Linked DNA regions of Mus musculus: regions 2, 3, 4, 5, 6 and 7 are each linked to region 1. A link is a contact called in public HiChIP or PLAC-seq and promoter capture Hi-C data. All regions are on one chromosome and are shown on one strand. Each heading gives the region's core, a stretch centred on a gene start, on an enhancer-like site or on the middle of the called end of the contact. The rest is flanking DNA. Distances are from core to core; before and after follow the strand shown.

Evidence for each region. Promoter capture Hi-C pulls out the DNA fragments that hold promoters and counts their contacts. HiChIP or PLAC-seq counts read pairs in DNA pulled down with a chosen protein or histone mark.
Region 2: a contact with region 1 is called in an H3K4me3 HiChIP or PLAC-seq map of bone marrow-derived macrophages, with 5 times the contacts expected there. The contact joins the enhancer-like site here to the promoter of D630041G03Rik in region 1. A contact is called at or near these places in 6 of 39 promoter capture datasets (embryonic stem cells, hippocampal neurons, pre-B cells and 1 more) and 1 of 115 datasets of contacts at active chromatin or transcription factors (bone marrow-derived macrophages).
Region 3: a contact with region 1 is called in a promoter capture Hi-C map of liver. The contact joins the promoter of Sbk2 here to the promoter of D630041G03Rik in region 1. A contact is called at or near these places in 3 of 39 promoter capture datasets (hematopoietic stem and progenitor cells, liver and pre-B cells).
Region 4: an H3K27ac HiChIP or PLAC-seq map of embryonic stem cells shows a contact between it and region 1, with 6 times the contacts expected there. The contact joins the enhancer-like site here to the promoter of D630041G03Rik in region 1. A contact is called at or near these places in 12 of 39 promoter capture datasets (the 3T3-L1 cell line, the C10 cell line, cranial neural crest and 5 more), 4 of 115 datasets of contacts at active chromatin or transcription factors (bone marrow-derived macrophages, embryonic stem cells and stem cell-derived neural progenitor cells) and 3 of 9 other capture datasets (adipose tissue, embryonic stem cells and pancreatic islet).
Region 5: a contact with region 1 is called in an H3K4me3 HiChIP or PLAC-seq map of embryonic stem cells, with 15 read pairs. The contact joins the promoter of Lair1 here to the promoter of D630041G03Rik in region 1. A contact is called at or near these places in 2 of 39 promoter capture datasets (the C10 cell line and pre-B cells), 4 of 115 datasets of contacts at active chromatin or transcription factors (bone marrow-derived macrophages, embryonic forebrain, embryonic stem cells and 1 more) and 3 of 9 other capture datasets (adipose tissue, embryonic stem cells and macrophages).
Region 6: a contact with region 1 is called in an H3K27ac HiChIP or PLAC-seq map of embryonic stem cells, with 5 times the contacts expected there. The contact joins the promoter of Ttyh1 here to the promoter of D630041G03Rik in region 1. A contact is called at or near these places in 18 of 39 promoter capture datasets (the 3T3-L1 cell line, 3T3-L1-derived adipocytes, the C10 cell line and 13 more), 2 of 15 datasets of contacts at CTCF or cohesin (both in embryonic stem cells), 17 of 484 Hi-C or Micro-C datasets (the Ba/F3 cell line, the G1E-ER4 cell line, the N1E-115 cell line and 12 more), 32 of 115 datasets of contacts at active chromatin or transcription factors (SST interneurons, bone marrow-derived dendritic cells, bone marrow-derived macrophages and 16 more) and 5 of 9 other capture datasets (adipose tissue, embryonic stem cells, liver and 2 more).
Region 7: an H3K4me3 HiChIP or PLAC-seq map of bone marrow-derived macrophages shows a contact between it and region 1, with 5 times the contacts expected there. The contact joins the enhancer-like site here to the promoter of D630041G03Rik in region 1. A contact is called at or near these places in 6 of 39 promoter capture datasets (the C10 cell line, cranial neural crest, embryonic stem cells and 3 more), 1 of 115 datasets of contacts at active chromatin or transcription factors (bone marrow-derived macrophages) and 2 of 9 other capture datasets (adipose tissue and liver).

What each region holds. Positions count from the first base shown.
Region 1 is chr7:4,469,291-4,472,860 of GRCm38.p6, reverse strand. D630041G03Rik (RIKEN cDNA D630041G03 gene) reads left to right here and starts at 1,977. Exons shown (of 1, transcript NR_028416.1): 1 at 1,977-3,570. It overlaps Eps8l1 (EPS8-like 1), which reads right to left. Exons shown (of 20, transcript NM_001374622.1): 5 at 2,819-2,980; 6 at 2,429-2,578; 7 at 1,971-2,053; 8 at 1,373-1,634; 9 at 939-1,065; 10 at 660-748; 11 at 488-562; 12 at 238-386. It also overlaps a transcript of Rdh13 not described here.
Region 2 is chr7:3,960,323-3,963,892 of GRCm38.p6, reverse strand. No RefSeq gene overlaps it. Among named protein-coding and RNA genes, the nearest start is that of 1700095K22Rik, 19 kb to the left of the region's middle. Within about 2 kb of position 1,677, at least 5 of the 459 cell types and tissues checked have an H3K27ac peak or open chromatin away from gene starts, as enhancers often do. A contact at or near this core is called in bone marrow-derived macrophages, where this site is marked.
Region 3 is chr7:4,962,661-4,966,230 of GRCm38.p6, reverse strand. It overlaps Sbk2 (SH3-binding domain kinase family, member 2), which reads left to right and starts at 1,825. Exons shown (of 4, transcript NM_001146329.2): 1 at 1,825-1,930; 2 at 3,046-3,300. The coding sequence starts at 3,048. Sbk3 (SH3 domain binding kinase family, member 3) reads left to right here. Exons shown (of 4, transcript NM_001200041.1): 4 at 1-971.
Region 4 is chr7:4,002,455-4,006,024 of GRCm38.p6, reverse strand. No RefSeq gene overlaps it. Among named protein-coding and RNA genes, the nearest start is that of 1700095K22Rik, 23 kb to the right of the region's middle. Within about 2 kb of position 1,819, at least 4 of the 459 cell types and tissues checked have an H3K27ac peak or open chromatin away from gene starts, as enhancers often do. A contact at or near this core is called in embryonic stem cells, where this site is marked.
Region 5 is chr7:4,061,404-4,064,973 of GRCm38.p6, reverse strand. It overlaps Lair1 (leukocyte-associated Ig-like receptor 1), which reads left to right and starts at 1,770. Exons shown (of 8, transcript NM_001113474.1): 1 at 1,770-1,905. The coding sequence starts at 1,872.
Region 6 is chr7:4,117,860-4,121,429 of GRCm38.p6, reverse strand. Ttyh1 (tweety family member 1) reads right to left here and starts at 1,900. Exons shown (of 14, transcript NM_021324.6): 1 at 1,650-1,900. The coding sequence starts at 1,775. It overlaps 9430041J12Rik (RIKEN cDNA 9430041J12 gene), which reads left to right and starts at 702. Exons shown (of 9, transcript NR_033568.1): 1 at 702-1,519; 2 at 1,622-1,750.
Region 7 is chr7:4,202,478-4,206,047 of GRCm38.p6, reverse strand. No RefSeq gene overlaps it. Among named protein-coding and RNA genes, the nearest start is that of Lilra5, 33 kb to the left of the region's middle. Within about 2 kb of position 2,012, at least 4 of the 459 cell types and tissues checked have an H3K27ac peak or open chromatin away from gene starts, as enhancers often do. A contact at or near this core is called in bone marrow-derived macrophages, where this site is marked.

The sequences.
Region 1 (3,570 bases), core at 728-3,227:
GCTGAGTCCCACTTGCCTAACAACCCTCCTTGCCCCGTAGTCTGTCTCTAAATTCTCTAAGCCCCACCATTTGCTTCAATCCAACTATCTGATTAGATGTTAAACCTTTCCCTCACGCTAATTTCGAGCATGTTCTCCAGTTGAATCCTGGCATTTATCTTAAGTCTCGTCCCCTCCTCAAATTTAGCAGTGTCCTGCAGCCAAGTCAAACCTCTACACTCTAGTTTCCCCTCTCACCCTGGGCAGGTCCAGGAGTCTCCCAGCGAGGTCCATAGTTCATTTTCACCAGGAGTGACATTGTCGCGGAGCAGAGTCACAGCCTCCAACGTCAAATGCGGTCGTCGCACACTCTTCGCGAACTCAGGGCCGCCTGAAGTGTTCACAATCTACCAGGCCAACAGAAATGAGCATGCCAACAAGACCTTCTTGAAGTCGAATCTTAATCCTTCTAAAGCAGGGGAGCCCTGAGGGCTAAGATGAGCCTCACCATCTGCAGAGGTCCAAACAGAAAGTGCAACAGCTCTGGAGAGGAGGGGTTGGCGATGTTGCCTCGCAACCGGGCCTGGAACGAAAGGAGGTCATTTCTTATTAGTGCACGAATGATGGATGGGTCAAAGTGCCCTCACTCCATCGACGCCCAGCAATGGATGCATCCTCACCAGCAGACTGAAGGCGTATTTGATTTTCTGAAGCACGTCGGTGTACTCAGCCTCAGTGGGTGGCTTGGCCCTCAGTGTCAGCAGACCCTCTGTGCGGAGAGAGCAGGTGAGGTTGTGGGGACACCAAGAAAGCATTAGACAACAATTCCAAAGGTGTAAACACCCAAACGGGTGGCCTTAGGAAGTCAGACCTGGCTGGTGGTGGGAGACCCCAGGGGGAGAGGATATTTGGACATCACTCAGGAAGGTGTGTTCTCGGTCCATGTGGAAGCCCCTTACCTCCCGCAGCTCGGCGTCGTGTCCTGCGGCCTCTCTCGCGGTGCTCCAAAACCCGGGTAGCCTCTGCTGATTTTTGCAGTCTGGATACAAAACTCTCCACGTCGTCAAACACGTGGTTCAGAATATCCTACCATAAGCAAGAGAGGTAAGAGTGGTGCTCCTGAGTCTCAGACTCTGGTCTAGGTCCAGGGCTCCAATCTGAACTCCTGGACACACCCCCTACGTCAGGCCATGCCCATAACTGGAGCAGTGGGTGGTCTATATCAAAGACTCTAGCCATACTTCTAGAATTAACTCCCATCCCCGACCCAGCATCTTGTCAGCTAGTCACACCTAGACGTGCCACGTTCCTGAATCTCGTTCCCCACTCCAAGACTGACTTGATTGTCAAGGAAATCTTTTTCTCCTAGCTGGTGCCTCTCACTCAAGCTCACCACATCCCGCTCTGCCTGCAGACCCGCCAGCTCAGGTCCTCTTGGGCCCAAGTCTGGGGAGGTAGGGTCAGCACTGCTAGTCGTGCGAGCTTGGTCGGGTTTCCTTGCTTCCTCAGTCTCTGGAATTGACTCCACTTGGGGTCGCCCGCGGACTGCGGATGGTTCCACGGTGTTGATCACCAGGCGGACAGACGGGCGACGCTGTAAGGGCGGGGTCTCCGCTGCTGGAGAGGCGCCGCGTCGCAGCTCCTCCTGCGTCGCCCTGAGTTAAGAAAAAGGGGAGACCGAGGCTGGGGCAACCGATGGGATCAGGAAGGGGGGGGGGCGGTCAAACGAAGGCTGGGCATTTCATAATGAGAAACTGGATACGAAGATGGAGAAACCAAAGACCAAGACAGGCTAAAGTAGAAGACTGGAGCGGAGCGGTCACCTTGTCTGGGAGGTACAGGTAAGACCTGGCCAAGGCTAATTTGTGACCACATTCAACACTCTAGGCTGTTCGTACCAAGCTCATTTCTTAGCTGAGGAGAGTGAGGTCCATAGATGGGAGAATTTTTTTTTTCAGTGCGCTCTGCATCTGCTTCCCCCTTCTCCTCACCTGAGCGCTGCTGCCCTGCGTTCTCCACGTCCGGAGCGGTAGTTCTGCAGAGCCCCTTGGATGTCCTCACGGATCAGCTCCGCCTGTCAATCATACTTTAAGATCTCCCCTCTTACGCCCCACCCATTGCCTGCCCAGGACTCTTTCTTGTTCTCAGCGCTTTGCCTCCGACTGTCTTGGACAAACCCCATGGACCCCATCTTGGTTCTGCCTGCCTGCCTGCCTGCTTCCAACCATCTTTTTTATGTTTTTCTCAAAGCCTTTGTTCTGCATCTTCTTCCCATCGTCACATTCAGTCATGGTCTAGAGTTCATTCAACCTGTCCTCAATTCTGGTTCCCTCTCAGACCTGCTTTCCTAGGCTATGTCCCCGTTTGCCAAGGCCCCGCCCCAAACATGGAAGCCCCGCCTCTGATTCTCTACTAGAAAAAAAAGCCACCCGGAGCCACGCCCACTCACTCCGAGGAGCAGGCCCTGGAAGAAATGAACATCCGGCTGTGCACGCTCTGGCTCCTGGCACACCAGGAGCAGCAATGAACGGCTCCGTCCTCGGGGCATCACCGCGTCGCAGCGTACGATGGCATCGAGAGGATATGACTCTAGTTCTTCCTGCAGGACGGGGTCGCAGGGTAAACGGAGGCACAGATTCCTATGACTGCTAGAGCAGTGTCCAGGACTTGGGGCAAGGCAACCGAAAGAGTTCAGGGGCCTAGAAATAACACCCTGTTTAATAACCTAGGCTTCAAAGGATAGCTTGCCAAAGTTCCCAGGGGAAGGACGCTTCGGAGCCAAGATTCACCCTCAGATCTCAGCCCCATTTCTCTCTTCCACCCAATTGCTCTCTGGCACCTTGGAGACTGGATCAAGCAGAGTGACTTGACTAGGTGACACTCTCAGTAGCATCTCCTGTGCCCAGACACGCCCCTGGCTGTCCATGACTGCCAGCTTTCTGGAAGCATCTTCCACAGTGTGCACGCCATCTTCTTCCCCCAAGCAGAAGGTGACCAGGTGCTGGCAGGAGACAGAGTAGGTAGCTGAGTCCCAGGCTATGCCAAGCTGTTGCTGAGCTTCTAGAGGGAGCTCCTGTTCAGCCTAGCCATACTTCCCCAGAATGCTTTCCTCAGACCCTTTGAATCCAGACCTCAGTCTCCCTCCCTCAGACCCTTCAGCTCCTTCAGTGGCCAGCACTGATTAGATTTCCTTCCAATTAGGACATCTTCAAACCAAGATTGGAGGCTTCTCAAGGGCAACAAATAATAAGGATTGAACTCTTGTAAGTGCCTCCTCTGCTTTGCATTATGACATCCACACCCTCTCCTGGACCATGGAACCGTGGCCGATTTGGTCCTGCATCCTGCACTGGGGATGGCTCAGAGGAAGATCAGACAGAACTGAGTTCTCAGGCAACAGGGACGGATGTTCATGGGGAGAGAAGAGCTGAGTTTTCCTAGTCTCTTCCTTCTTTCTTTCCTTCTTTTTCCCTCCCTTCCTCCTGCCTCCCTCTCTCTCTTTCTTATTTATTCACTTTACATCCTGATGGCTGCCCCCGTCCCCAGTCCCTGTTTTCAAAAGGCCTATCACTTCAGGCTCACCTCTCCCCA
Region 2 (3,570 bases), core at 428-2,927, 510 kb after region 1:
CTTTCATTGGGCGAGATTCTTGTGTTTGTCTTTCACCATCTAGTTATCTCTGGTGTTAGATGTTCTTCCTGTCTCTGGCTGGAGTTTGTTCCTCCTGTGTGTCTGTAAGCCTGTGTCAGCAATCCTGGGAGACCAGCTCTCTCCTGGCCAAACTTGTGTACAGAGGGCTCTGGAACAACCCAATATCTGGGTGCATATGGGGGACTGGAAGAATCCTGTCCCAGCTGCTCCACTGATCTTGGACCCCGTGTGCTCCTGGCCAGCCCCACTCCACAGTGTTATTGGAGAGAAAGTGGCTGTCTCACCTGAGCTCAGAGTGAAAACACTCCTGGTAGAACAGGTCTTTCTTGGGAGGACCCATGCATGGCGGCTGTAGAACAGCCTCAGATTATAGGTGCAGATGGCAGACTGGCTTTTTCAATTTTTGAACATTAAGTTTTCTTTACTGATCTTGCTACATTAATTAGGACTTCAAGAACTTGCATGCAGATTGTCAGAAAGAGGTTGTTTCTTTTTTATTGGAAAAATTCTGGTTCCTCCACATTAAATGTGAAGTTAGCCCCAGTTTCCTTTGCACATAATCTTATCCTGACTAAGGTTCTTCTCTGTTACTAATTTACTGAGGGTGCTTGCAATGAATGTGTATGAGATACTGACGAATTCTGTTCTTTCATCTATATGCATGCCTTTATCATGCATGTCTTAAAATTTTACATTTTTGCTGTGGTGAATGAGTAAAATTCTAGTTCTTCATAGTATCTGTACATTTTGATGTAACATTATATTAAATTTGTATCACTAACACCTTTCATAATTCAGACAAATGAACATTTAGGCAATATTTTCCTTGTGCAGACATCCCACAATATTCTTACTCAAAACAATGGATAATATGGTCTTGTGGCACCCTTGCCATATGTGTGGTCTGCTGATGGCTTGGATTTCATTGTATGGCAAAGAAATTAAATGTGTTGAGGATTTTACATCTATGTATAGAAGATGTTTGTTCTTACTTTGTTCTCTTATGACTTTGTCAGATGAGTTGTTTGGATGACGCTGGTCTTGTAGCTTGGATAAAGTTACATGACTCAATTTTATGACCTGACTACTTGGCTTATCAAGATAAGCTCCACTTTCCCTAGAACATTTAACAAGGCCTGTCCAAGAGGAAGAGAAGCTTCTGTCACCCTCCCATAACCTTCCATCCCTTGCACATGGAAAGATATCTTTTCCAGTTCCTTCATGATTTCATCAGTGTGTGGATGATGGAGCAGCATTTTATAGTCCTATGAACTGGAATCTAGCAAACACAGAATTTCCATGAGTTCTGACAGTTATCGTACTGGGAAATTGATTCCAAGTGGGCCTTGGGATTCCACATGCAACTGTCCAAACCCAGCAAAATGCCTCCCTGAGATCTCATTTATATCATTTCTGGAAACACAATCAATCAGTGCTGGAATCCAAGACCTAAGAATTCAGGGAGGGGAAACTCAATATAAAAGATCCAAAATATTCCTGACTTTCTATTGGTGGATCCACTTAATCCCATGGACATATATGAAAAGAATACCTGAAATATGTAATTGGGTTTCTAAGAGGCATCTGTTATGTCTAAAAAGAGAAATGTGCACTTTATTGTGACCACAGCAGAAGCGGAGTTGGGAAATCTTTGTTTTACTTCCTGAAAAAAGTTCTGCATTAAAAACAGGAAAAATGAGAGACATTCATGTGTAGTATCGTCTCAATATATGTAACCTCTGACTCTTTTTCTCTCATCCACCAACACAGTGGTACAGTTGGAAAAAAGGATTATGACAATTACCACCCAGTCTGACTACTCCATGAAGATTCATAATCTGTCATGATTTTATTCTTGCTTTGAACTTTTAGAAGACTCCCCAAGATTTTACTGTACTATCTCTTCTAATTACTCACATAATACTAAGCTATCTTTTAATAATAATTTTAAACTAATGTGGAGAGCTGTGCCGTGAGCAATCGCCATTATAAGATGGCGCTGGCTTCCACTGCGCCTAACTAGTAAACAAGCCTTATGCGCAATTGCAAGAGTGAACTCACACCTAGTCACTGCCCATCTCAGGCATAGTAATGGGGTGATGGGCGAGCAACGAATCAGGAGCTGTCACGCCACATCAGGTGCTGAAACGTCACGCTGTGGGCTATATAAGCAGCGCCATTTTCCCAGTTCGGGGTCTTCCCTCCTAAGTAAGCAATAAAAGTTTGCCGCAGAAGATTCCGGTTATCCTGAGTGTGTTCTTGCCGGCGGGGACAAAAGCTCTGGATAAACTTACAATTAGCAATGGGAAAACCCAGCCTTGAAATATAGCAACTAGCTTCAAGTCTCCATAAACAAGAGAAAAATATTAGTATCAGCCTGAGTTGCAAAGTGTGTGAGTTTTCTTTTCTACAGCTGTAAAGTCTGAGGTTACAGGCTTGCACAAGCAAGGCGGATGCTCAGCCACTGAGCTTTGTCCCCATCTTTGACTAAGTACAATTTGTTCGGAACTTGTTGATAGATATATAGCCATGAGCAGCCTAGTACCTGAAGATTTCCATTATTTTGTTTTGTTTTGTATTGTAATGTTTTTGGGATTTTTGTTGTTGTCATTTTTTCAGGTGAAGGGGTTTCACAGAGGTCTAGACACAAGTAATTTCATCAAAGGTAAATGTACCTGATTTATCTCAAGATAACATCAAAGGTGTCAGTCAAATTTCTGGCCCTAACTGATATGTGTTCTAGCTGTAAAACTACACATATTGTTCCCATGGTTTCCTTTATGAAAATTGTGTGTAATGAAAAGAGGTAATGGTCATATAAGAAGTAAGTGTTGTCATAAATACTCAGAATAGCAGCAATCAAGGAGAGGGCCAACGGCAGTTTCTGACCTAACAGCAATGACTAATTTTAGTACTAAAGCAATACCTTTCAAATTAGTCTTATCTTTGATGTTTGGCAAGTGTTTTGCTCATAAACATGTTTTTCTTCTAAGGTGCTATTGATCAGTTTTATTCATTTGGTATTAGTAACTAATTTGTTAGGTTCCCCATGTGTTTTCTCTTCTTTTTTGGAACAATGTGCTAGGAATTGGTGATTTGGGATCAGGAATGAGAAAACATAACTTATGGTTAACATGAAATTGTATTTCTTAATTTCTTCTGCTTGTCTCTGAAGGCTAATAACATACTCTGAGTTGGGCTTCCTTCCCTTTGAAGCAAAATGACTTATTTAGAAAAAAAAGCACACAGTTTTCTGTGAACACATTGATAAGATTGTTTTTGAAATTAATCACTTTCTTCAAATATTGGTGGCCATAATCTTTGTCATTTTAAAGGCAATGAGTCTCCTTTGTACTTTTTATTTTAAATACTTTTATTATAGGATTTGGTCAAATACCTTATATTTTCTGTCCTAAAGATCTCAGAACCATTTGGCTCCAAATGTCCAGATAATATGGAGATGTGAGAAATTTTTGAAATTTTTTTGTGTGATTTAAAATTTATTTATACAACTAGATGGAAATATACTGATATCAGTTTTGAAACTAA
Region 3 (3,570 bases), core at 576-3,075, 490 kb before region 1:
GGGCTCTGTGTTGGTGACATTGTGGGAATTGTCACACACACAGAGCAAAAGAAACATGTGTGTACACATACCACTACCACCACCACCACCACCACCCACACACCACCACACCACTGCCGACAGACACCCACACACCTTATATGCTCCACCTAGCACCTTTGACTTCCATCTTGTCCTACAGAAACGTTCCCATCCCTGGAGCCCTCCCAGATACCTATGTCTACTCTTCCTGTCCTTGTCACAAACATCTGGTCTAGACCCTTCCATCTTCTATTTCCACAAGATGCCCCAAGTTCTCTGGTTATGAATAACCCAGCTCCATCTATATTCAGGGACCCATCAATCCTGAGAGCCAGGACTAGTTTCATGGCTCTTCCTTGTCCCAAACAGCACACAGACTCCAGTTCTGTGTGTCTGGAGTCCCCAGCTCCCAGCAGAAACTAGAAACATCACAGGAATTTATACTTAAAAAATTTTTCAAGTTTTTCTGTATCCCAGGATGTTCCCTCACTAGGTGGCAGAGGGTAACCTCGAACTTCTGATCATCCTTCGTCCACCTCTCAATGCTGGGATTACAGGCCTGTGTTATGATGGAGATTTACACAGTGGTGGATATGAGCTTCCAGAGGTTCATGCAGGGAAAACAAAGACTGCAGCCAGAACTATAATCCCAACCAGGAACCTACACTTTCTAGATTTAACAGTGAGTTCACCAAATGAACCATGGTGCCCCGGACTGGACTTGGGAACAGGAAAAGGACCTTGAGGACAAAGATGGTGGGTAGGATGGATGACTATTGTTGAAAGCTTTGCTAATTTAGTGATGAATCTTGGGTAAGATGCTGACCTTGGGGCAAGCTGTGTGAAGGGTCCAAGGGACCTTGGCAACTGTGTGTCTTTTACAACTGTGTGACCTTTGTGATTGTTTTTGTAAAACTAAAAATATCTACAAAATAAAAAGTGTATTTTGGACAATGAAGTGAACCCACGTGGTTCTCGGTGCTTTAAACCCAACAGCTGTCCCGCAAAAGGGGTACAGTCATCCTCGATCCCCAGCTGCTCTGCCACCTGTTTCTGGTCCCCAGTCTGAGGTCATTTCTCATGACATCATTTTAGAATCCTCTCTTATTTTGTTCCTAAACAGGACCCCAGTGCATGGCTCCTGGATACACCTCTCAAAAGATTTGTTTGTCAACAGGGCGCCAGAGTCAGGAGCTGAGGAACAGAGCAGATGGGATCAGATTAAAGAAAATCCGAGACCTTTTGAGGGAAGAGGCCAGGGGCTGCACCCCTAGATCTGAAAGAAGGCTAGGGTCAAGATCCTTGGGTCAAATGGAGGAGCGCTGGATTCCTGAGTTTGAGGAAAGCAGTTTCGTTCCGGGGATTCCGGGCCTGAGGAAGATGGCTGGGGTCTAGAATCCTGGGCCTGAGAGAGGAAGGCTGCTCCGGATCCTTGAGTCTGAGGGAGGAGGGCTGGGGGAGGGGATCTTGGATATAAGGGAGAGAGGATGGTACCTAGACCCTCTCTAGTCTGAAATAGGAGGGATGCATTCTAGATTCTTCCATCTGAGGAATGAAGACTGGAGTGTGGACTCTGAAAGAGAGGAAGCAGAGCTGGGGTTTGCATTTCTGGGTCTGATAGAAGGCTTCCTGAACCCTTGGGTCCAAGGGAGGAGAGCTAAGCCACACTGGTGTGGTCCAGCCACAGCCAGTACTAGGATTCAACACACGATGTCGCTCTGCCCCCAATGGGGGGCAGAAGGGGCGGGGCAGAGGGCGGAGCTTTACGAACCCCCAGAGTGAGGGCGGGACTTGCTCCTGAGCAGTCTGATGCTGGCAGGAACCCCCGAAGTGCAAGGCGCTAACTGCAGTAGGCAGAAAGGGATCAGACAAGCCTTGGAGAAGGCGAAGTCTGGAGCTCTGAGCCCAGGTCAGAAGTAGGGCAAGGTTAACCGGCCTGAGGGAAGGCTGCAGTTGAACAGGAAAACAGGTGGCAAGAGTCCTGGCCCCTCGACAGGACAAGAGACACCTTGAAGCAATCGAGTGCTTTAGTGTTGGGGACAGAATCCAAGGCCCAAGTTGTGTGAGTTTTAGAAGTTCCTGGGACAGTAATAAGTTATGATTTGAAGCCCTAGTCTGAGGGAGGAGGGCTGAGGGCTGGAACCCTGGGTCTAAGGGAGGAGGCCCGAAGTCTGGAAGCTTGGGTCTGAAGGAGGAGAGCCGAGGTCTGGGACCTTGGATCTGAGGGTAGATGGATGGGGCCTGGAGTCCTGGATCTGAGGAGGGAGGGCTGGGGTCTGAGCCCTGAATTCGAAGGAGGAGGGTTGGGGTCTATTTCTCTGGGTGCTGGGGTCTCGAGCCCTGGGTCTAGGGATAAGCTTCTGAGCTGTGAGACTTGAACCACAAAATGATTGAGTGCTAAAGGCTTGGGACAGGTCCAAGTGACAGCTACAGGCAGGACCCGGGTGTCCCAAGCTGTGGAGAGCCCCACCCTTCCCTGGAGGCAGAGAGCACCTGTTTTCTCTTTGGAGAGAAACCGCTCATCCACTCTGGGCCCAAGTCTGTTTGCTTTGGAAACAAGATGGGGGGTGTCTCGATGACTTGGTTCATCTTTCACCCTCAGGCCACCAGGTGGCAGTGGGAATGGGGGGGGGGCATCTGACCTCTCAGTTGACCTCACCTCACACAAGTGACTGTTTTCCACTCCTCAGGGTCTCTTACTGAATGGAAATGAGTCACAATAAGAAGTGGTGATGAGAAAGTCCAGGTCTAGACTTCTTCCTCAAACCTAGAGTCCATACCCCAGCCCTCCTCCCTCAGACCCAGGAGTCCAGCCCTCAGCCCTCCTCCCTTAAACCTTGAGGTCCAGACTGTGGTCCCCTTCCCTCAGACTCTGGAGCCCAGACCCTGGCCCTCCTCCCTTGGACCCAGGAATCTAGACCCAGCCCTCACCCCTCAGAAGTCAGGTTTCCTTGCTCTTCCTCCCCTAGGCATAGGCTAGCGAGCTCTGAGTCCTGGGTCACAGTCCTTTTGTCTGTCTTGCAGAAATGCCAGGCAAACAGTCAGAAGACAAGCCAATGGAAGTGTCAACTGTGGAGGATGGAGGTGATGAAGGCCTGGGAGGCCTAACGGTAGAGGAGCTGCAGCAGGGGCAGGAGGCTGCTCTGGCCTTGGAGGACATGATGGCTCTGAGTGCCCAGACCCTGGTCCAAACTGAGGTGGAAGAGCTGTACGAGGAAGTGCGTCCCCTGGGCCAGGGCCGGTTCGGCCGTGTCCTGCTGGTTACTCACCGCCAGAAAGGTACTGGATCTTGGACACAGGCATGCTGTAGGGTACAGCTGAGAGTAGAGATTTCAGGCCAAGTCCAGGGAGTCTTATAAACCTCAGTCAGATCTTCCTTCCCCACTTTATTGTTGGGCTGTGCATTTCAGGGAGTTGCTTTAACCTCTCTGAGCCCCAGAGTTTTCCTTTGAAAAGGTGAGAGACCAGGAGGCTGACAGGAAGGCTGTTGTGAATTTGAAGCTGGCCTAGGATTTACACAGTGAGTTCCAGGTTAGTTAGCCATGGCTG
Region 4 (3,570 bases), core at 570-3,069, 470 kb after region 1:
GCCTAAGATCCCATTCACTGTATAGCCCAGGAGTGCCAAATTTCTACGGGGAGGGGCCATTCATACCCACAAGCATCTACCAGCCTAATGTCCTGAGCCAACCCTGAGGACATCTGAGTGTGTGTAGCTCTCTAGTGTGTCATTGAAAGTTGGAGAAAAGTGGATTTAAATGGGGTCATCTGGAGGTTGTTTGATTCTTTTCAGCTTTCTATTACAGAGGAGAATACTCTCATTGGGAAAGGATCCTGATTAGAAAGTTTGCAAGTTTCATGTCACACTTGTTCTCTGACTTTTGACCCCCAGCTGAAGGAACCTGGGCAGTGTATATTTTTCTCACTAGCATTTCTCTTTCAGGATTCTGACTGGGCTGGATCACTCACATGAAGGATGGAGAGTCATATCTACGTGATTCTAACCCCTCCCCATCAATGGCCATAGTAGATAGTAGTTGCATGTATTTGAAGCCTTCTTAAAAAACCCACTTTAAGCCACATGACTATCACACAATAGTCTCCTCCTCCAACATACTATAAATTTTGCAGGTTTCTCATCTACACATACCTGATCTTTCACCCTTGTCTTTGGTGCTGTATCAGATAACAGAGTCTTCTTTGATTCCCTTTTATGTTCACCATCACTTATTAAAAACCAGAATCCAGGTAACTTAGCCATACATTTCTTGACCTCGCCCATCTCTCTTGCTGGTCTCCTTCCTACAAAGTCTGAAACCTCAACAGGGATTCTGTGATAGCAACAGTAGGTTCCCAGAGATGGAGGCTCCTTCTTTTCTCAGTCTTTGTTCTTACACACTCATATTAAACTCATATTTTAATTCACAATGCCACTGCAGCTCCAACCATCACATGTATCTGCATAGTAGACAGAGAGCAAAAATTTTTATGAGTTCTTGAAGGTATCCCTAGCAAGGCTCCATCTCTTTAGCACAGTGTAACTGTAAGCCTTACATGAACCGGGTACTCCTGAAAGGCAGGCTGGGGCTGAAAGAGACTAGATAGCGAGAAAAGAATGAGGCTAAGACAAATTTTTCTCTGATCAAGACCCCAAAGTTTACTAAGAGTCTGTGCTTATAAAGAGGGGAGGCCAATCCCCCGCCAATCCATTCTTGGTGTCTGGAGCCAGCCTGTAGGCGACATGCAGGATAGGATGTGTCTCTGGAATGTCTCAAGGTCTCTCAGCAGGTAGCAGAGTCTTGGAGAACAGTGGTAGTTGACATAATATAGCCATCATAATATAGCTACACTCCAGGTGATCTTATATTCAGTGGCAGCCTGCTTCAAAGCTGAGGGAGGCTACAATTCCTCCCTAAATATATACTAAAAATTAGCTGGACTGAGGCATAAAATTATTTTTATGCTCCATAGTCCTGCCTGGGAGTTATGGTGGCTGGCGGCCGTGCCTGGCTTGGGATATCTCTGATTTTCCCGAACTATTCTTATCTGTCAACTATTCTTATCTTATTCTTATGCAGCTTGTTTGTGTTTATTTTACACCAACATGGCTCTGTGGTGTATTATTAATAAACCACGGCCTCTTGGCATATACCTCTGTCTTCGATTGATATAGTTCTGAAATCTGGTTGCCCGACATTGACTGAATGGCCCTCATACCACACCTTATTCCCAAATCAGACCAAAGCCACAATATATACTCAATATGCTTCTTCATATCAATGAATTTCTGCCACCTGTACTTGCTAGAGGCGGGGCTGCATGCTTGCTGAAAACAGGCTGTAAGGCGTTGACTGATCTGCTTGAAAAAACAAAGTCAGTTGAAAAACAACAGGATAAAAGCTTCTTCCGGGAAGTCCAGGTACTCTATTCAGTTGCAAATTAGCAATGAACAAGCTTAGACTCTGACCTTTCAGTGTAGGAGAGGTGACTCTGAGAATCAACAGAAAGGCTGTAAATTCTCTGGAAATGGAGGCTGAGCTCCAAATAACTTTTTCAACTAAAAAGGATTTTTAGCCATCATCGAGGTTAGAATCATACTTACTAGAAGATTCAGGATCTGTGTCCACTTGACGAACCAGTCTTTCAGGCAGCCATTGAAAGGAAATAAAACTTGAAACCTGTGACTCATGTAATGTATGTCAAAAAGCCCAAAGAGTTGTTTGTGAGCTTTAAAACCTGGGGCTGAGAACATAGCAGAACAGGCCAAGACATGCCCAGGCAGGCCGTTACAAGATGGCGCTGACATCCGTTGCTCGTAGTAAAATGTGCGCAGGCGTCAGGGTATCGTTCCATTACCTGAGCCCTGCCTTTCTCGTGGCGTTAACTGACTGATAGTGGGCAGCCAATCCCAGTGGTGCACATCTCCAACCATTTTTTCGCAGCCTATAAAAGGGAAGGGTTTTCTGCTCTCTGGGTCTCCTCTCCTGAAGCTGATCATCTATCTCTCGAGATGTATTAAAGCTGTACTGCAGAAGGATCCGAGTGGCCTGCATGCGTTTTGCTGGCGAGACGGTAGAGTGGGTCAGCTAGAGAAATGTAATTTATCATGATCACATCTAGTCAAAGCAACAGGATCTGAAATTAAGGCCTCTCCTATTAGAGCTCTGTCGATGAAATCATTGCCTGCAGCAAAAGGTACAGGAAGACCAGAATGTGCTCGTATATGACCAATATAAAACAGATGTTTTTGGGCAAGAATGATATTTTGCAATTGTGAAAACAGAGATCCTTCTTGCATATTAAAGTTAAATGTACCACAAGTCTCCAATAAGGGAATCGATTGTGCAACATATAAACTATTAGTAAAAACATAAAGAGCATCATTTACAGGCTGAAAAACATTCAGTACTGCTGTCAACTATGCTAACTGAGCTGAGAGGCCAGGAGTCTCTATGACTACTTGTTGATTATTCATGAGATATCCAGCTCACCCTTTAGAGGAGCCGTCAGAAAAAAATCAAAAGAACATTATACAAAGGCTGTAAAGAAGTCACATTAGGGTTTCTGGATCCCTCATAGACTAGTCTGTGCAGATGAGAGTGTGGACTACAGAAGCTGCACAGATTCTGCAACAGACAGAAGTGACACAGCTGCTGGGGCAGACCCTGTTTTGGGCTACAGACATCCAGGCACCTTCCCCACCGGAGTAGGGGTGTCCACCCGCCTGGGAGGGCTTTGCCGGAGCACTTGGGGGAGCCATCTCTGGTCCTGGATCTCTGAGGGACTAGTCTGTGCAGGTGAGAGTGTAGACTACAGAAGCTACACAGCTTCTGGGACAGGTCCTGTTTTGGGCCTTCATGTTCACCAAGAGGCAGGTCCGAACACCAGATAATCTGTGCACCTTCCCTGCAAGAGGAGAGCTTGCCTGCGGAGAGTACTCTGAACACTGAAACTCAGGAGAGAGCTAGTCTCACAGGTCTGCTGGCAGAGGTTAACAGAATTATGGGAGGAGCAAGCTCCAAACAGAGACAACTATAACAACTAACTCCAGAGATTACCAGATGGCAAAAGGCAAATGTAAGAATCTTACTAACAGGAACCAAGACCACTCACCATCATCAGAACCCAGCACTCCCACCTGAGCCAGTCCTGGATACCC
Region 5 (3,570 bases), core at 521-3,020, 410 kb after region 1:
TAGTGCTCCTGGGTTGTATAGGAAAGAAGACTAAGCAAGCTATGGGGAGCAAGCCAGTAAGCAGCCTCCATAGCCTCTGCTTCACCTTGAGTTAAAGTCTTATTAGAAGTCTAAGATGAAGTAAACCACTTTCTCTCCAAGTTGCTTTTGCTCATGGTGTTTCATCACAGCCATAGAAATCCTAGCTAAGACAGAGAAAACCATAAAATTTGTTCTCTTAACATTTTAACTGCACACTTTACTAATATTGACTACAGATGCTGTGTTGTCTTAGAGTTATTCATATTAATTGACTAAAAGTTTTTGTCTATTGATAAATAACTTCTACATGTTTTCTCTTCTGGTAGACAAAATTCCATTTTGCTTTTATGAATTTGACTTTATCTATTTTAGTTTTTTGAGACAAAAAAAAAATCTTGCTATATATCTCAGGTTGGCTCAGAACTCATTATGTAGTACAGACTGGCCTTGCACTCATGGCAATCCTCCTGCCTAACCCTCCCAAGTGCAGGGCTTACAGGAATGGATCAGCATGCTCAGCTTGAATGTGACTACTTTACATACCTCCATGAGGCAAACAACTCATCACCTGTCCTCTGGGTCTTGCTCAGTTCACTGATAGCCATTTCTTGAAGGTTCAGCCATGGCTTTTCACATGGCCTCATCATCATCTTCAAAATGTGGTCTATGTACACCACATTTCCTCCAACCACTTCCAGAATGATTTCTCTATCACAGCTCCTGTGAATAGAGCTGCAATGACTATGTGAGTGCTGACATCTCACTTCCATACTTACTTCCCCTCTTACTGGGGTTCTATTTTTAATTTCTGTGTGTGTGTGTGTGAGTGTGTGTGTGTGTGAGTGTGTGTGTGTGTATGTGTGAGTGTGTGTGTGTGAGTGTGTGTGTGTGAGTGTGTGTGTGTGAGTGTGTATGTGTGAGTGTGTGTGTGTGTGTGTGTGTGAGTGTGTGTATGTCTGAAATCACAATGCTATTTCTAAAGAGGAAGAGCGTTCTTCCCTGTAATTTCCATTTTTTCTTCTAATCTCATGGAGGGAGGGCATCAGCTTACCCAAAATGATTCTGACTCATTAACTCAGAGGAAGTTTCTTCAGAACAGTTGAGGCCCTGACTTCTTGCTAACAGTAAAAAAAAAAAAATCCAATTTATACACATTTCTGACAATATTTATTAGCTTTTAAAAATATTATCTTTGTCACTGAGATGGCTCAGTGGGAAAAAATGCTTGCTTCTGAGTCTGACAACCTGAAGTTGATTCCTAGGACCTACATTGTCGAAGGAGAGACATGACTTTGGGGAGTTGTTCTGTGACTGCGTGCGTGCACACACGGGCACACACACACATGCACACACACACACACACCCCAATATTATTTAATAGTAAAAGCATTATCTATAGAAGGACACATTTAATGTGTGAAATATCTGGTCGAGATCTTTTACAAAAGTCGTAACATCAAATGTTTCTCATTTTAAACCCAAGGAAATGTGAGCTTTGGGTTGAAGTAGAAATGTCTTGCATAAATTGGTGGCCTTTGCTTTCTACAGTGGGAACTGATATGTACAATCTTATTCTTGCATATTTACAGACAGGCAAACAAGTTAAGGAATGAGCTCAGCTACATCTAAACATAGGGGCCCGAGACACTGTTTTAGAAGCTAACACCTTCTCCTGAAGCCAGTGACTAAGGGAAAGAGTCCAACGCCCAGAAGAGAAACCTCTTCCTCTCCATGTGGGGAACCTTAGCTAGAAACCTTGTGACAAGCTCCAGTGCACACATCCTGCCTCTTGTGCCTGCTGCAGGGCTTCTGCTCTGACCAGACCTGGTAAGGTTGCTGGAGCCTGAGTCATGTCACTTCATCCAGTTATCCTGCTGGTGCTTGGTGAGTCCTGGGAAAAACTGAGGGGTGGGGAAGGGAGTCTATTCCTCACTCAGCCTTGAGAGCAGCGAAGGCGATTCTGGAGCCCCTGGGAGGAATGCCTCTCTGCCCCCACGTCCTACTTGGAAGATACCTCTGCAGACTTATTGTTAGGAACAGTGATGGGGCATGAAGTCAGGTTCAGCTTTAACAGGACTTAGGAAGAGCCTGCTTTTTTACAATCAAAACTGTTACGTAGTATTGATTACCCTGCTTAGAATAAAAAAAAAAAAACCTCAACTTTTGTTAGTTCTTTGAGTATTTCTTATATTACTCACCATCAACTTTTCTAAGTTCCACTTTTCCTCCCTATCCTCTTAACTTTGTTCCATTTTTTTTTTTTTTTGAAAGCACTGTAAGACCAATTTGTGCTGCCCGAATACTCCTAAGTATGTGGTCTAGCACTGGAGCATGGTTGACTTACCAGGGACTACACTTTTATTTTATTTTATATTTTTGAGGCATGGTGTCACTATGTGTTGTGTCCGGCCAGCAGACCACAACCTGGGTTCTAGCCTGGAAAGGCATTTTGGAAACCTGGAAGAGAAGAGGGGCTAGGTGGCGAGAGAAAGAAATGTAGCCAAGACAGTTACTCTGATCAAGGCTCAAATTTTATTGTTGCGACACTAGTTATGAAGGAAGGGGGAGGGGACCCGATTCCCGCCGAATAATCTCTGGTCCAGTAGAAAGGTGCACGTGTGTGGCTCCGCAGGTTCTAGCAGTGGGCGTGGCAGAACGAATGAGCAGGAAGCTCCACCCCTGAGCAAGCAGGTTTCAGGCTGGGGGAGGGGAGACTACATTTCCTCCCTTTTATTAACAAAACTTAAAAAAAAAGAAAAAGCTGGCCTGAGGGGGGGGGGGGGGGAAATTATCTATGCTCAATAGTTCTGCCTGGAATCTAGGGCTAAAGAAAAAACTTGCTTTCGTGGGATTCCTTAATTTTTCTTATGGTAAACTGTATCTGGCTAAGACTGTCCTTTCTTATCTTAGTAAACAACTAACTGAAAAGCCTGGAGCTGCAGGCTCTGACTTTATTATGCTAATTAGTACTGAGTAGGTAACTTTCTAGTGGAATTTTAAGTAGGGCGTTGGAACTCTGGCTAAGTTTGACTGAACAAATGTGAAATACACTATAATAAGAATAACACTAAGTTGATATTCCTTCACATTTTTGGATGATAGGTGGGAAACAGGGAGAAGGGGTTCGACCGGCTCTGTAGTACAAAGCCAATTGGCTTTTTTATTTTGGGGTGGGAGGCAGTGAAGACAGTACGGTCTCCAATCTCTCTCCCCACTATTAATTAAGTTAAATAAGGCAACGCTTAACTGAGGTGATCAAATGATTTTCTCATCCGTAGATGAGTGGGCTTTTAACCTTGGCTTGGGTGGACATTGACCCGATTTATCCCGTGGATGCTGTTAAGACCCACACCTGTGGCTCTCGGTATCTTTTGGGGAGGGGAGGCAGAGCCGAAAAATATTTTTGATTTTTAGCCAAAATTTGATACCAACCTCTTTCAAACCGGGTTTATCTCACAGGAAACTCAGAAATGGTCAAGCTGGACCTTCCCCTGCAGTGCTCTCTGCACCAAGCGATGCCCATACTGAATTTGTACGATCACAAACCAG
Region 6 (3,570 bases), core at 651-3,150, 350 kb after region 1:
GCAACGTTGATGTGGCCGTGAGTTTGCCTTCCATCAGATGAGGGCATATGGAGAGAGGATGAGGTATTTGTGTAGACCATGCTGCGTGTCTGTATGCAGCAGAATACTTGCGGGCATTAATGTTTTCTGAACACAGCTGCTTCAGTCAGTGAGTTGTGTTAAGTAGACTGAGTGAGTGTGTGTGTGTGTGAGCTTATGCTCATGTGAGATAGGGTAGCTGTGCATAATGTATGAGTGTGCCCGTGTGTGATGGTGCACACACGAGTGTGTTGTGTATATGTGACTGGTCATATGGTTGTTCAGGTCCTATCTCAGAGGCTCTCTTAGTTGGTCTTTCTGTGCTCACAATGGCCATTTCTATGAAGAATAATGTCCCAGGAATGCAACTGTGTGTGCCTCAGCTGTGACTGACTGATGAGTATCGGGTTGAGGGTTGAGTGAACTGCTCTGAGCGGCTGTGGTGGTACTGGGGACCCCAGGAGGGGATTCCTCGTGGCTGAGGGACTCTCCAGAGCCATAAGCCCCAAGAGTTGGGCTGGGAGTGGGTGGGCCGACCGGCTGGAGGCTGCGATTGTGTAAGTGGCTGTGGGCGAGGGGATGGCGGTGCTCATTTGGAGGGGAGAGGGGGCGGGTGGAGTAGGCAGGGAGGAGCCGCTCAGGCTGTGCCAGCCATGACCCAAATAGCAAGCACACCAGCACACGATCCCCCTCGCTGCTTTTCTGGGAACATCCCCCTCCCTCGAAGCTCTCCCAACCCTGTGCCCCTTTCCCAGAGGGCTGCCACAGAGGTTCAGACTTGAGGGGAGGGCAAGGCCAACTCCCAGCCCCCCACCAGGCCCCCAGCTCAGCCAAGCTTTTCTCCTCATTAATCTCAAAGTCAAGGACTTGAATTAAACTGGGTCAGGGGACAGCACCTCCGCCCCCCCCCCCCCACGAACCGCAGCTGGGCCTCTTTCCCTAGGGACCCCAGAGTCTGTGAGGGTCCACCACCAGCCTCACCCTCCTGGGACCCAGGCCTGTTGTCTTCCTTAGCCTGGAACCTAACCACATTTCTATCCCAACCCTCTCTGGCACCCTAACAACCCCTTCCCTCCTGGGACAGGCTGAAGGCACCTTGAATCCTCATCTTACCTCAGCTGGTTTCCCCAGTCCTGATCTCTGTTCCCTATTTGAGGATATCAATCCTTCCCAGACCTCGGCTGCCTCCCCTGCCTTCCCTCTCTCAGTCCTTTCTCTACCCCCACCCCCCCGCCAAAAAAAAATTTTTTTTTAATTTAATCTGGGACATATTTACTAGTCGGGATTCTGTGGGGGCGGGGTCCTTCTCGCCTGGGACCTCAAGAGCGGACCTTTCCTTAGATGACCCTAAAGACTGGCTTTCCAGGCAGGTCTCAGAAACCCAAATGCTGGGCCCCCATCTCCTCCCATTCAGGATTCTTGGAAGTCTAGGATCCCAGCTCTCCTTATCTGGGAAGAGAGGGGTCTGCACCCCCAGCGCACGTCCTAGGGGAACCTCAAGGTATGAGCGCTATACCTCTGATCTTGGACTTGTACTCACAAATGCAGGCCGGGTCCCCAGCCCCTAAGACGCCGGAACTCTGACCCAGCCTCCTGTTCCCAGGGGACCTGGCCCAGGTTTGCCATCCCACCTGCTGGTACTCTTGGTCGCGGGGAGCAAAGCCGCTGGGCACCGGGCGGAGCTGGAAGTCGGCGCGGGGCAGCTGGTGGAGGAGATGCACCCAGGCAGAGGGTCGGTAGCCCGGGGGTGCCCCCATGGCCCCGGGGAGGGGCAGCGGGGCGGACCGGGCCGGGAGCCTCGGTGCTGTGCGGGGCGCGGGCGGAGCGGGGTTTGCGGGGCTCCCGGGAGCAGGAGCCCGGAGGGCCGGGGGTGGAGATTGGGGAGGGGGGAGGCGAGGCAGCGCCTCAGTGCTGCCTCTGGCGGTCACCGGAGGCAATGCGGCGTGAGCAGTGGTCCCCGTTGCTCCGCCCTCTCCTGGGCTCCCACCTGCTGCCTGTGCAGGTGAAGGGTCTTTGCTCATGTCAGTGGTATGCAGGGGCTGTGCTTGCTGAGAACAAAATGGATTCGCCCGCCTTGTCCCTGTCTGTATAAGAGCCAGGATACTGGGATTTCTCTTTCAAGCACACAAGCTCTTTATCCTTATGTAAAACCTTCACCTTGGTGTAAAGGTCATTAGTATTTGAGCAGCAGTTAGCCAGGCGCGCCAATAAAAAATCCCTCACTTTTCCGTTTGTAAAGACAGCTTCTGCTTAGGTAAGAGTCTCCTTCTCCACGACACATTTTGTCATTACCTGTATATGGACACAGTTTCTAGACAGAAATCTTCCTGTGTGAGCAGACCCTTCCAGAAAGACCTACACATGCCGTGAGAACTGTTTGTATAAGAACTCCACCAACTTTGAATAGGATCCTAATTATCTATCTATATAGGGGCCCATCCCATTTGTGTATGGTGGCTTCCCACATGTTTGAGACCTTCTCCAAACTGCTTCATTCTCTAGAATGACCCCCACTACTTGCCACTCACGTAAAGTTTGCAAGTGATCTTCTAGCCAAAATATTTGTGTTGGGTCTCATGGGAAGCTGCTAAAGTCACACAGATAGATGATGGGAGGCAGGTATCCCTGGAGGGACCCTGGCCACCATGAAATCATCACTCAGACCTTTACTGTGTGACCTAACATTCCCAGGGTGCTGCTCAACTGTCCCTTTTGGTGTGTAGGAGGCCTAATTTTTGCCCCTAGAACGCCCAGTAGTGTTTCTGTCTGCCTAGGGGAGGGTATTGGATGGGAAGGAGTAAGAGTTGACCCCCCCATGCCATCCATGAATTTTAGTTGAGAATGGTAGAAAGGGCTAGCAAGAGAAGTAATGATGATTGTGTTTGTGATGACTGATGGTCCTGGTGATACCGATGGTAGTCATGGGGATGGCAGAGTTGTGATGGTGGTGGTGATAATGGTGATGGTCATGGTGGTGGTGATGGTGATACAGTTCCTGATGATGATGGTGGTGGTGAGAATGATGATGGTGAGCATGCAGATGATAAGATTTTCTTGGTGTTGATGATGGTAGCTGAAGAGACAGTGGTGATGAAGATGGTGGTGATGATAGTGATGCTAGTGATGGTAGTGATGGTGATAGTGATGGATAGTGATGTGATGATGGTGGAGATGATGATGGTAGTGATAATGATGAAAGTGGTAGTGATCATTGTGATGATGATGGTGATGATGGTGATCATGACCAGAATATTGGTGATGACAGTAATGATGCTGGCATGATAATGGCAATGATGATGTCAATGGTAATGACAATAACAAATAGAAGTAAGAAGTTGGATGGACTCATGTTCCCCACCATCCCAACCAAGTGGTCTGAATGGGGCTTGGAAAAGACAAAGACTCTGAGATGAGCAGCTGGAGGAGGCATTCTAACTGACTTTAAGTGAGTTCTGAATCTAAAGTCTTTATTTCCCCATCTATAAAACCGAGAGGATAAATATTTTATGTGTCAGTTTAAAAGACAAGTGAGAGCCAGAGAAGGTAAGCAGT
Region 7 (3,570 bases), core at 763-3,262, 270 kb after region 1:
TCTTGTTTCAATATCTAGGATCCACACATGATCTTCTGGGCTCCTCCAAAGGGCTGGCATCACTTCTTCAGCTCTGCCCTCTGCAGCACTCTAAGCTCAGGTTAATCCACTCCACTGCTGCTGCTGTTCTTGGTGATCATCCCGTGATACTGGCATCTCCAGTATGCTGAGGTCTTCTACTGTAACTAGGCTTCACCAATAGCCTCCCATAGGCTCTCTTCATGGTGCCAAGCCTCAACTGCTTTGCATGACCCATTCAGTCCTGGGACATCAATTGCAACTGGGGCTGCACCTTCACCAAAGGTCTTCCATGGCCTCTCACAGTGACAAGCCTCAGATGTTCTTCATGACACCTTCATGGCTTCAAAATCAGTACCACCTGGGTGACTCTTACACATTACCAAGTACAGCTGCAGCACAAGATACAACCTTGGGTATCTTTGGAACACAGCTTCTTTGTGATCTTAGAAAACTCATTCCAGAAGATTTCACCTCTTCTTAATCATTGTTAATTTCTTAGCTCCAGCTAACCTGCATCAATTGTTCCAGTAATCCCTCAAAAGCCAGAGCCACATGGCCAAAACTTCTGAGTTCTGCTGCTTGCTGGGGCTGGTGCATAGCCCCCTTGTTCTATTACATTATCACTAGGTTTCTGTTTTCCAACTTCTTCACTACCTAAGCTTGGCTGTCCTGGAACTTAATCTGTAGACTGACTTTGAACTCTGAGATCTGCACACCTGTCTCCTAAGCACTGGGATTAAAGGTGTGGCCCACCAAGCCTGAATTTAAGGTTTTCTTCACCTTTAGGTTCTGTTCTAGGTTAGCCTTGAACTCTATTAGTCTTTGCCTCCTGAAATTAAAGGCTTGTAGTACAATGCCTAGACCTAAATTTAACTGGGTGGGATCTTGCCCCAAGATCACTACTCCCTTAATTCAATTTAATATCCCTGAACACATTATTCTGCTCCATTTCACTTCCTGGTGCCCCTTTAAGACTCAAGCCATATATTTTATATTTTTCCTTTCTCAACTTGCTACATGTTTAAAATGTTCTTCATGAGACTTAATCAGAGAACAAAGTCTATAATGGGCATTTCTGAGACTTCCTTTCTCAATGCAATTAATCTGAGTCTCTTCACCTTAGCCTCAAGCAGAATCTTCAGACAAGGGCAAAAAGTAGCCATATTCTTCACCAAAATATCACAAAAATAGTCTCTACACCATATATTGAAATTATCCAGTGAAAACTCTTGGGCCAGGTCCGCACAATTCAAATCACTCTCAGTAACAAAGTCTTCCATTTTCCTACCAGGATAGCCTATTTAAAGCATTCCACTGCTTTCCAAATCCAAAGTCCCAAGATCCAGATTATTCCAAACAAAACCATGGTCAGACCTATCCACAGCAATACCCCAGTCCCTGGTACCAAGTTCTGTCTTAGTTAGGGTTTTACTGCTATGAACAGATACCATGACCAAGGCAACTCTTATAAGGACAATATTTAATTGGGGCTGATTTACAGGTTCAGAGGTTCAGTCCATAATCATCAAGGCAGGAACATGGCTGCATCTAGGCAGGCCATGGTGCAGGAGAAGCTGAGAATTCTACTTCTTCATCTGAAGACTGCTAGTGGAAGATGGACTTCCAGGCAACAAGGATTACAAACCATGACAGAAACTCTCTTTATTCTGGGGATGAGCACAAAGGGATGTGGAGGGATAGGAAAGGAAACAAATCTATTATCAGAGCTCTGTGTGAGGGATTAGTCAACTAATCCCTTCTCATTTACTTTCTCTTCTTAGCAAGTTACCAGAATTGTTGGGCTTATAGTTTGGACCCAAAAAACCCTCCCAATCCAGGCTCAAGCACTTGTCCTCAGTAGAAGAAACAGATGTGCAGAGTAGTGACAATCAAAGGGGAGAATTATTCAATGTGACCATCTTGATACTATCTAACTAGTTTGCAAAAGGATACCAGTTTCCTTCCTGGAATTAGGCTGTAGTTTTATTTCCCTAAACTTCCTCCTTTTGACTTTTTCATTTCTGTAAAATGTTACAGTTCCTCTTCACCTTTCTCCATGGACGGCCATGTCATTTCTTCTTTCTCATTCCCAACCCCCTTTTGTTATTTCCTCACTTTCTCTTCTCTCCTGACCACAGATTCTCAATTGATAATGTCTGCATGTGTGGATACTAACATTCATTGAAAAAATGTGCTTGTTTCTCCTTGAGACATGGTAGAAATATTTACCAATTGTCTCAGTACCATACTCTTTAATGTTAGATGATTGTGACATCAATATCTCCTCTTGGGTTGTGAGGATCATGGAGTAGAGAAGCATTCTCATTTTCAGAATACGACATAGTATATAAGAGTATGAGTAGAAAGAGTGACTCATCAACTTACATCTGCCCTCCTACTTCCCAGGGACATAAGATGCCATACTGCACCCCGAATTGAAAGGCAGATAGCTATAAAGATGTAAAAGCATTGTTTTTAATACACAAACTGTGCACTCAGGCAAATTATTAATCTTATCCTAGGAATTTTACCAAGGAGGCTGGAGAGAAAGCTTAGGAGTTAAGAGTGCTATATCTTCTTCCAGAGGACCCACATTTGATTCTCAGCATCCACAGTTGCATGGCCCACAACTGGCTGTTACTCCAACACCAGGAAAGAGCTAGTACTATATTCCAGCTTCTGTGTACAGACAGACAGACAGACAGACAGACAGACACACACACACACACACACACACACACACACACACCATGCATTCCCACAGATAGACACACAAATAAAAGGTTATTTTTTTAAAGTTTCATTAAGAAGGCAATGTTTGTTGTTATGACCGCTGAAGCATGATGCAGCTCTCTGGTGGTTTCAGTGGGAACCACCATAGACTTGTGTAATTGAACACTTGGTCCCCAGTGTGTGGCACTGTCTGATCAGATTATGGACGTTTCAGGACATGGAGGCTTGCTGGAGGAATTAGGTCATTGAACATAGCCTTTGATGTTTATGATTGTGGCCTATATCCAGTTCACTCTCTTCTTCTTGGTGGACTGATGAAATATGACCAATCAGCATCCTACTCCTGCAGCTTGCTGCCATGCTGTCCTCTCAATTACAGATTGTCTAATCCTTTAAATGAAAACAAACCTTCCATAAGTTGCTTCTAGTCATGCTATCTTATCACAGCAACAGAAAAGTAACTAATACAACCCCCCTTCTGCTATAACAATTCTATGTTGTAGTTGGGTTTTTTCCTTACTGAACTATAGTTCATAAAACATGAATTTAATCATAAATATTTCAAAGTATGTAATTCAATAACATTGAGTACACTCTCAATGATACATAGCCAACACCAGTATCTAGTTCCTAGCCATTGCCATCATCCCAAAAGAGAATCTCATATCCACAAAGCAATCACTGCCTTTGCTGTGTCATGGCCGTGCAAGATGCCATGGTTCCTGCCCCTGGAGCAGAGCCAGCAGGATATGGGTCTCCTCAAATGGTTGCTGTAAGGCTTGTTTTCATAATAATGTACATATATTACTTTGTATT